Linked DNA regions of Mus musculus: region 2 is linked to region 1. A link is a contact called in public HiChIP or PLAC-seq data. All regions are on one chromosome and are shown on one strand. The core of a region is the stretch at or near the end of the contact, and the rest is flanking DNA. Distances in the headings are between cores, read along the strand shown. Region 1 overlaps Parvb (parvin, beta). Region 2 overlaps Shisal1 (shisa like 1).

The links. HiChIP or PLAC-seq counts read pairs in DNA pulled down with a chosen protein or histone mark.
Region 2: a contact with region 1 is called in an HNF4G HiChIP or PLAC-seq map of pancreatic cancer cells. The contact joins two enhancer-like sites. A contact is called at or near these places in 2 of 15 datasets of contacts at CTCF or cohesin (large pre-B cells and pro-B cells), 5 of 484 Hi-C or Micro-C datasets (the HL-1 cell line, the N1E-115 cell line, forebrain and 2 more), 4 of 115 datasets of contacts at active chromatin or transcription factors (acute myeloid leukemia, embryonic basal ganglia, embryonic midbrain and 1 more) and 1 of 9 other capture datasets (embryonic stem cells).

What each region holds. Positions count from the first base shown.
Region 1 is chr15:84,292,849-84,296,771 of GRCm38.p6, forward strand. It overlaps Parvb (parvin, beta), which reads left to right. Exons shown (of 13, transcript NM_133167.3): 6 at 1-49; 7 at 2,709-2,767. Among named protein-coding and RNA genes, the nearest start is that of Gm22890, 29 kb to the right of the region's middle. Within about 2 kb of position 2,178, at least 15 of the 459 cell types and tissues checked have an H3K27ac peak or open chromatin away from gene starts, as enhancers often do. A contact at or near this core is called in the N1E-115 cell line and pancreatic cancer cells, where this site is marked.
Region 2 is chr15:84,410,343-84,413,997 of GRCm38.p6, forward strand. All of the region lies in intron 3 of Shisal1 (shisa like 1), which reads right to left. Among named protein-coding and RNA genes, the nearest start is that of Gm46527, 19 kb to the right of the region's middle. Within about 2 kb of position 2,334, at least 130 of the 459 cell types and tissues checked have an H3K27ac peak or open chromatin away from gene starts, as enhancers often do. A contact at or near this core is called in the N1E-115 cell line and pancreatic cancer cells, where this site is marked.

The DNA.
Region 1 (3,923 bases), core at 928-3,427:
CCCCATTCACCTTCCTGAGCATGTCACCGTGCAGGTGGTGGTCGTTCGGGTGAGTACGCAGGGCCATTGTCTCTCTGTCCATCTCTGCTGGCGAGGCAAGCCGACGTTTTCTTCTTGTAGTTTTCCAGCCTTTTTTTTTTCCCGCCCCCCTGCATCCCAAGAGCCTACCTTTTATTTTTCCCTCTTGATAAAATGCATATCTCACCCTGGTGCTTCAAGAAATGATTGGAGCAGGGACAATGGCGTTGATTTTGAGAGCGGCACACGGGCGTTGAGGTTTAATTTCCCAGATTTCTGGAGAGAGCGTTCATTTCTTCCCAAAGCCACCGAGTCGGAATTCAATCCCCTTGAACGTGCTTATTACTCACTGGAGGAGGCTGTGACCGGCAGAATGAAATAGACGCCCAAATTAAAGGCTCTCCACATTTGCTCCGTATTATAAGCCATCATCCTCCATTATTTCTTTTTTTAGGTTCATTTCTCTTGATTTACTCAGAGAAGGGAGCCAGGACCTGGGGTCCTGCTAACGGGGGAGTGGGGGACAGGCATGGATCTGCTGTGAGGACTGTCTTGTGTTTTAGTGTTCAAGCACACAGGTGCTGGCCGGGTTTGGTTCCTGTGCACAATTTTACCAGGAACCACGTATTAAGCACCTACTGGGTGCCAGACATTTGCCTGAACTGCTGGGGACCCTGGGTGAGGATAACCAGTTTTGGCCTGGAAGAGACACCTTATCTGCCAAAGGGCTGAGGTCACACTTGGGACCTGTATGTCGGTGTTTATGTGTCTGGAGACATTCAGCTACACTCTGTTCTCTGGATTTTTAACTTATCTGTTTTGTGGTCTGTGGTCCACTGGGACCTGGCTGAGCCTGTGTTTTCTGAAGCCATTCCGACCTCTCTACTGCCCTGGGAGCTTAGTGGTACCCTGCCGGGAAAGCCCCGTGTCTGACATTAAGCGGAAGGTCACCTGCCATTTCTCCCTGCTTCCTTCCCCATCAGGATATTTGTGGTCAGCGAGAGTGACGCAAACTCAGGGGGACCATTCCTGCGGCCCTAGACTTGGCTGCTGGCTCCTAGGCAGCGGGCCGGGAAAGTCTTCCCAAGGACACATGGGAAAACGGTTCCTAAACCTACCTACGTCAGTCCAGGCCTCAAGAGTACTGAGCGGGCTCACCATCTGGGTATTTTCTTTCAGTCTTGCACACTGGTCCAAGACAAGCTGGGGGTTTTTTGGAAAATCTGACTGCCCTTGCAAGCCCCCTCCAGCTTGCTGCGCCTTGACTGGGATTCCGGGGTTGTCTGCATTGAGTCCAAAGGAAAAGAAACTGGGCAAGGAGATTCAACTGGATGGCAGCCTCTCAGCCTCCCAGTGTCTACTGCCTCTCCTGAGGTCCTCCAGACTGTCTGTGTGCTCGCTCGCTCGTTCGCTCGCTCGGGTGGCCCACCAACTTATTTGAAATGAGGCCATGCGAGGCTGGAAGGCATGAGATCCAAGCCTTGCTTACCCCCCCACCCCCACCCCAAGCCTTGCTTAGCCCCCCCCCGCCCCCCCCCCCAGCAATGGAAGGATTTCTCATGGCTGCGGTGATCGGCCTACAGACTCGGAGTGATGTTGCTAACCTTTCAATTATCCGGTTCCCAGTTTACCAAAGCCCGGCAACCAACAGGCACCTCATTCATGCCTATGCAAATAAGCGAACCCAATACCCAGAGTCTTCCTTGGCAGGCTCTGTTGAGTGCCAGTCAGAATGAGACTGGGATGAGCCATATGACGTCCCCAGTTGCATTTACTTGTTCACCAGGACCAGTCTACAAGATCCCTAGAGCCAGCTCAGGGAAGGGTGAGAGGGCTGCCTGGATAGGACTCAGGTTCCTGTCCCTCAGGAGCTTCAAGCAGGGACCTGCGGTTATGGCTACTTTGGCTGGCCTCTGGGAACTTCCAGTGTATGCGGGCTGCTATCTGCCATCATCTCTGCTGTCCTACCACTGCCCCGTGTGCCTGCCAGAGTTGCCGGGATGAAGGACCACTACTAACTGGAGCTTCCAATGGCGGGTGGATTTCTCCTCCCAGCACTTCCGGACTTTAGGAAAGCAGCTCTCTTTACCCTGTTCTGTTTCTGCCAAGGCTGGCTGTGTTCAGTGTCCATGTTCGTGCACTGCCACGGCCCTCTCTGTTTCTACTTTTTCCTTTTGGGGTATCCCACTCACCCCAGCTGCAGAGCTCACCACTATGTGGCCATTCTTAACTAGTATTGGAAGCCGAGAAGGAAAAGCAGGTTCCAACATCCTGGGTAGACATGTTTGGGGGATCCCGTTTGAGCAAGTGCCCACATGTTCTTTCTCTGGAGTCCTGTCCCCCCACCCCCACCCCACATGACTCATGAACTACCCATCTCTCCTGCCTCAACCGCAGAATATGGTCTCTAGTTGGTGTTTCTTGCCTGGAATGTTTCTCCCAAGCTTTGCTTAGTGACCATATCCCAGGGTACCACGGAGAACAATGTGAGGGTAGTCCCTCGTGTCGTCTGGAGTATACCCGTCCAGGCGTGAAGTGTGCACTGGGGCACATGGTTCTCCCTTTCTAGGCTGGCGTCCTGCCCAGGGTCACCATGAAGGGATTTCCCATGAGATCAGTGTTTGTCCTCTGTGTTGCCCCTGCTCCGTGGTCTGTCTGTCTTGATGATTTGTTTGCTTTGGGGTTTTCAGAAGCGAGAAGGCTTGCTGCACTCCAGCCACATCTCAGAGGAGCTGACCACGACCACAGAGTAAGTGGATGGCAGCCGCTCCTCAGGGTTCTGTACCTCAGGGACCCATGCCTCATGCAAGGCCTCAGGCCCAAGGCCCTGGCTTCAGCCCGGGACACTAGCCTGGGGGAGCCTGTGTTCATTCCTCCATACTCTTTAGTCTTAGTGTGTGCTTTTTTTGTGGAGTGACTTGCCTGCCTTCTTTCTCCACACAGTCCCTCTTGGGCTTCCCATGTCCGTCTCTCACCTCAAAGAGAGTCTCTCATTCCTTATTTTAGGAGGTGAACTGAAGGGATGGGTTAGTCAGTGAAGTGCTCACTGTGTGAGCATGAGGGACCCGATACTCAGCACCTATGTTAAACACGCGCGCGCGCACACACACACACACACACACACTCACACACACACAATTCAGGGACAGGGTTATGTATCTATAACTCCATCATGGGGGTGGCAGAGACGGGTGGATCTCTGAAGCCCATTGGTTAGTCTTTCTACCCAAATCAGTGTGTCTCAGGTTCAGTGAGAGACCCTGCCTCAAAAATACAACTCACACACACACACACATACAACACACACATACAACACGCACACACACACACACACACACACCATATACATTATACACAATTAAAAAAAAATTAAAGGAATGTCAGGGTGCCAGGTGTGTTAGCTCAGGATAGCCACCGAGACTCACGCTCACACTGGCCAGTCAAGTCCTGCTTGTTTTCTAGTTTTCCTCTCCCCTTGTCTATCAACAGTTGCTCTCTTAGAGGGAGCTACCATGTGATCAGTCAGAACTGTCCTAAGGTGGACACTGTTGAGTCCTCTGGTCTCTTTGAGCAAGCCATACTTTTCAAAAGCCTAGAGAAACTTGATCCTAATAGCCAACCAGATAGTGTACCATGTGTGAGGGCCCACGGTACCCCAGGATGGACCGGAGGAACTCGACACCTCTGATCCTTCTGAAGAAACCGGTTTCAGTGTTTAAAACATGGACGGTGTCAGCTAGCTCACCAATTCTGTTCACAGAGACGCTAAGACTGACTGTGTATTCAGTATGGCCTTTCCACAGCTGACTGGAACAGAATCCATCAGGCATGGAGAGTGGGCTGACAGATAAGCTGAAGACATGGCAGTGTGCTCTGGGATGTGTGTGTGTTCTGTTCCATGTAGT
Region 2 (3,655 bases), core at 1,084-3,583, 120 kb after region 1:
TGGCAGGCGCCATGTGCAGGTCTGCGTGAGTTAGCTTCCTTGAGATTTCCAAAGCGACAATAGAACCTTCCCACTGGAAGACTCGAAATGTGTCTGCAGAGCAGAGAAGCCATTAGCAGACAGCTGCAGCCTGGCCTGGCCTGGGATGGAAATCCCGGGAAGTCATGGGAGCAGTGGTCCAGCCCAGCAGTCAGAGCAGGAAGACCCTGGCTGCTTAAGTCCTGCCCTGCTGGTTGGGTTGGGCTGGTGGAAATGGGAACAGCCCAGTGCAGACCCTGTCAGCCTGACAATGGAGACTCGGGCTCAGCAGGTGAAAGCCACTGGAACCTAAATTCAGCTCTTTAAAATTCACTTTCCATTCGTCTTAGGGAGATGAGCCTCAGTTTCTGTCTTGAAGTAGGAGTGAGTACAAGACTCACTTTAGGGGTGTAATTGTGTGTGAGGCTTTGAAAACTGGCAAGAAGTCCAGAAAAGAGGGGGAGGGGCAGGGACTGCAGTTCAGCTTGTAGAGGTTTTGTTTGTTTGCTTTGTTTTGTTTTTTGTTTGTTTTCTGGTTCATGAAGCCCTAGGTTTTATCCACAGTACTGCATAAAAGATGGTGACACATGCCTCTAATCTCAGCTTTTGGAAGGTAGAGGCAGGACGATTAGGCCTTCAAAGTCATCCTTGGCCACATAGAGAGTTGGTAGCTAGCCTGGGCTACATGGGACTCCGTCACAAACAAAACAGAACAGATGAGAAGAAACCAATGAGGGCAGGCTCGTGTGAAGCACAGAGGAAGCCAGGTGTGGTGGTGCACACCTGTGATCACAGAGGAAGCCAGGTGTGGTGGTGCATACCTGTGATCACAGAGGAAGCCAGGTGTGGTGGTGCACACCTGTGATCACAGAGGAAGCCAGGTGTGGTGGTGCACACCTGTGATCACAGAGGAAGCCAGGTGTGGTGGTGCACACCTGTGATCACAGAGGAAGCCAGGTGTGGTGGTGCACACCTGTGATCCCCAGCACTCGGGAGACTAAGGAACAAGAATCTTGAGTTCATGGCTAGCCTGGGCTACAGAATGAGACCCTGTATCTAAACAATCACAAATAAAAATCACTGAGGACATCCTCAATAGGTCTAGGCACGGACAAGCAGGAAACCATGCCTAAAGTTACACTTCCAGGAAGAGGTCGGCTGGTGCAGTCATAGGTGGCACAGGTCTTGTGTTTAGTAACCTGGGAGGTGGAGCTCACTTGTATAAAAAACAATGTTATTTTCCTTGTCAAGGGATGTTCCAGTGGGGTGAGCTGCTGTCTCTTTGGGCCTAGCTGCTAATAGGCTTAACCAAAGAGCAGGACCACAGGGTCAAGAGGCAGCGTGTTGAACACAGACCCAGTTCGACCTAGTGGTCCGCCCAGATTCAGGCCCAGGAGAGCCAACTGCTCTGTTTTTTCTGGAGACCAATCTCCACACCTGCAGGCCCTCTTTCCTAGCCATCGCCTGGCATCCTGCCTCGGGAGAGAGAGAAAGAAAGAGAGAGACAGAGAGACACACAGAGAGAGCATACAGGTAGGCACAAGAGAGAGACAGAGAGACAGACAGAGTGAGTGAGACAGAGAGAGAGAGAGAGAGAGAGAGAGAGAGCATGCATGCAAGCACAAGAGAGACAGAGAGACAGAGAAACAGAAACAGAGTGAGACAGAGAGAGCATACATGCAAGCACAAGAGAGATAGAGAGACAGAGAAACAGAGATAGAGTGAGACAGAGAGAGAGAGAGCATGCATGCAAGCACAAGAGAGATAGAGAGACAGAGAAACAGAGACAGGGTGAGACAGAGAGACAGAGAGAGAGCATGCATGCAAGCACAAGAGAGATAGAGAGACAGAGAAACAGAGATAGAGTGAGACAGAGAGACAGAGAGAGCATGCATGCAAGCACAAGAGAGACAGAGAGACACAGAGAGACAGAGAGACACACAGAGAAAGCTGATTGCTTTCTCCTGTGGCTCTGAGCAAAGGTTCCCCCCTGACTTGTCAGGGACAAGACCAGTCTAGGAGGGGTGTAGGGTGCCTGGCTGGCCCTCCTTTGGCCCCTGGCTGCCTGCTGGGCTGGAAGCAGGCATCTTGCTGCGGTGGTGGAATTGGCAAAGCAGCCTCCTTTTCGCGTTCAGTGGCTTGCCTTCTTGCCAGGCAGCTGGAATCACCACACAACACTCTGTTCATCCAAAACACACAAATAAATAAGACCAGGTCACCAGCCCACCTCCTGCTGACTCACTGCGGTGGAGGAGGAGGAGCCTCTTGGGGGGCGGGGTGTCACACTGGCTTGAACCATTGGGCGGGGCCTGAGATTCTGGATCTCCAGCCTCAGGAGATGGGGCAACTTCCCTGGCTTCAGACAAGGCCCAGCCTCCTGCCCTGTGGCTGAATGACAGATCAAGGGTGTCTGTGTCCCCAGCCTCAACCCTTGCCAACTTGCTGGGGTCCAGGACAAGGGAACCTCATCCACATGTTTTTGGTCCCTCTCTTCTCCCTCCCAGAGAGTCTGAGGCTGAGTGAGTCAGGGTGGCTGTGACTTTGGTATGGCAAAGGTCCTAAATGGTAGTGAATCCACAAGTTGTCTCCATACGGTGAGTCTACCCTACAGTAACAGTGACTTTCTTTGGCCACATTTCAGGCTGTCATCCCGACTTCTGACTCCCAAAGATTCACCTCTTGTCACCTCTCTATAACTGAGTCCACCTGGAAGCCAACCCCTGCTATAGGTCCCTGGGCCTGGGTTCTCTCCACAAAGCCCCTGAGCCTGGAAACTGGACAGAAGGCTCCCACTGCCCCTCTGTGTGGCTTGATTCCCTCCCAAGCCACATTCTGGCTTTTGTGGACTGATCAGGTCCCCAGGGTCCTCGTCCCAATAGCTTGCTCTATGATACAAATGCCGCTTACAGCTTTCAGGATAGAATTCCTATCCCAACCAATTGGGAGTTCCTGCCTCTGGCTGGGAAGCCCCGCCCCTGGCTGAGAAGCCTTGCCCCTGGCTGGGAGGCCCCGCCCTTGGTTGAGAACCCCCCACACCACCCCACCCCCTGACCTTGTCTAGGAAGCCCTGTCCCACCTGGGAGGCCAGGCCTAACCCAGTCTCATCCATGTCCACTCCTCCTCTGCAAGGAGTCTGCCCAGAGTTACTCATTCCGACTTCACTTCTAGGTCTGGCTGCCTCGGCTCCCTTAGAAGGAGTGCTGGCTTGGTGGTGAGACAGCAGGGCCCAGCTGTATCACCCTACGGAGAGGGAGTATCAGGAAGATGGCTAGACGCTTGCTTACAAAGGAAGATGCCCTAGGTCAGCAGGCCCCACATCTGTCAAGGGACACTGGTGTCAGCGGGGTGGGTGTGGGTTGGTCCTTACATCTGACAGGTAGAGGCTGGAATAGTCCCGCCCAGGCCCAGGTGATCTCACAGTGAAGGAGGACCAGACCCTAACATCAGAGTGCCTTCCTGAGCCTCCCTCTAAGGTCTGCCTCTGCCAGAAGACTCTCCAGAGTTCCTAAGGTGGGGTCTCCAGAGCCCTAGGATGTCTGAGATTCCCCACTGTTCTCCTGTGTCAAACCAGCTAGCTGTGGCTGTGAGTCCCTGTGACCAGCACGGCAGGATAGACAGCACAGAGACTCACAGATGC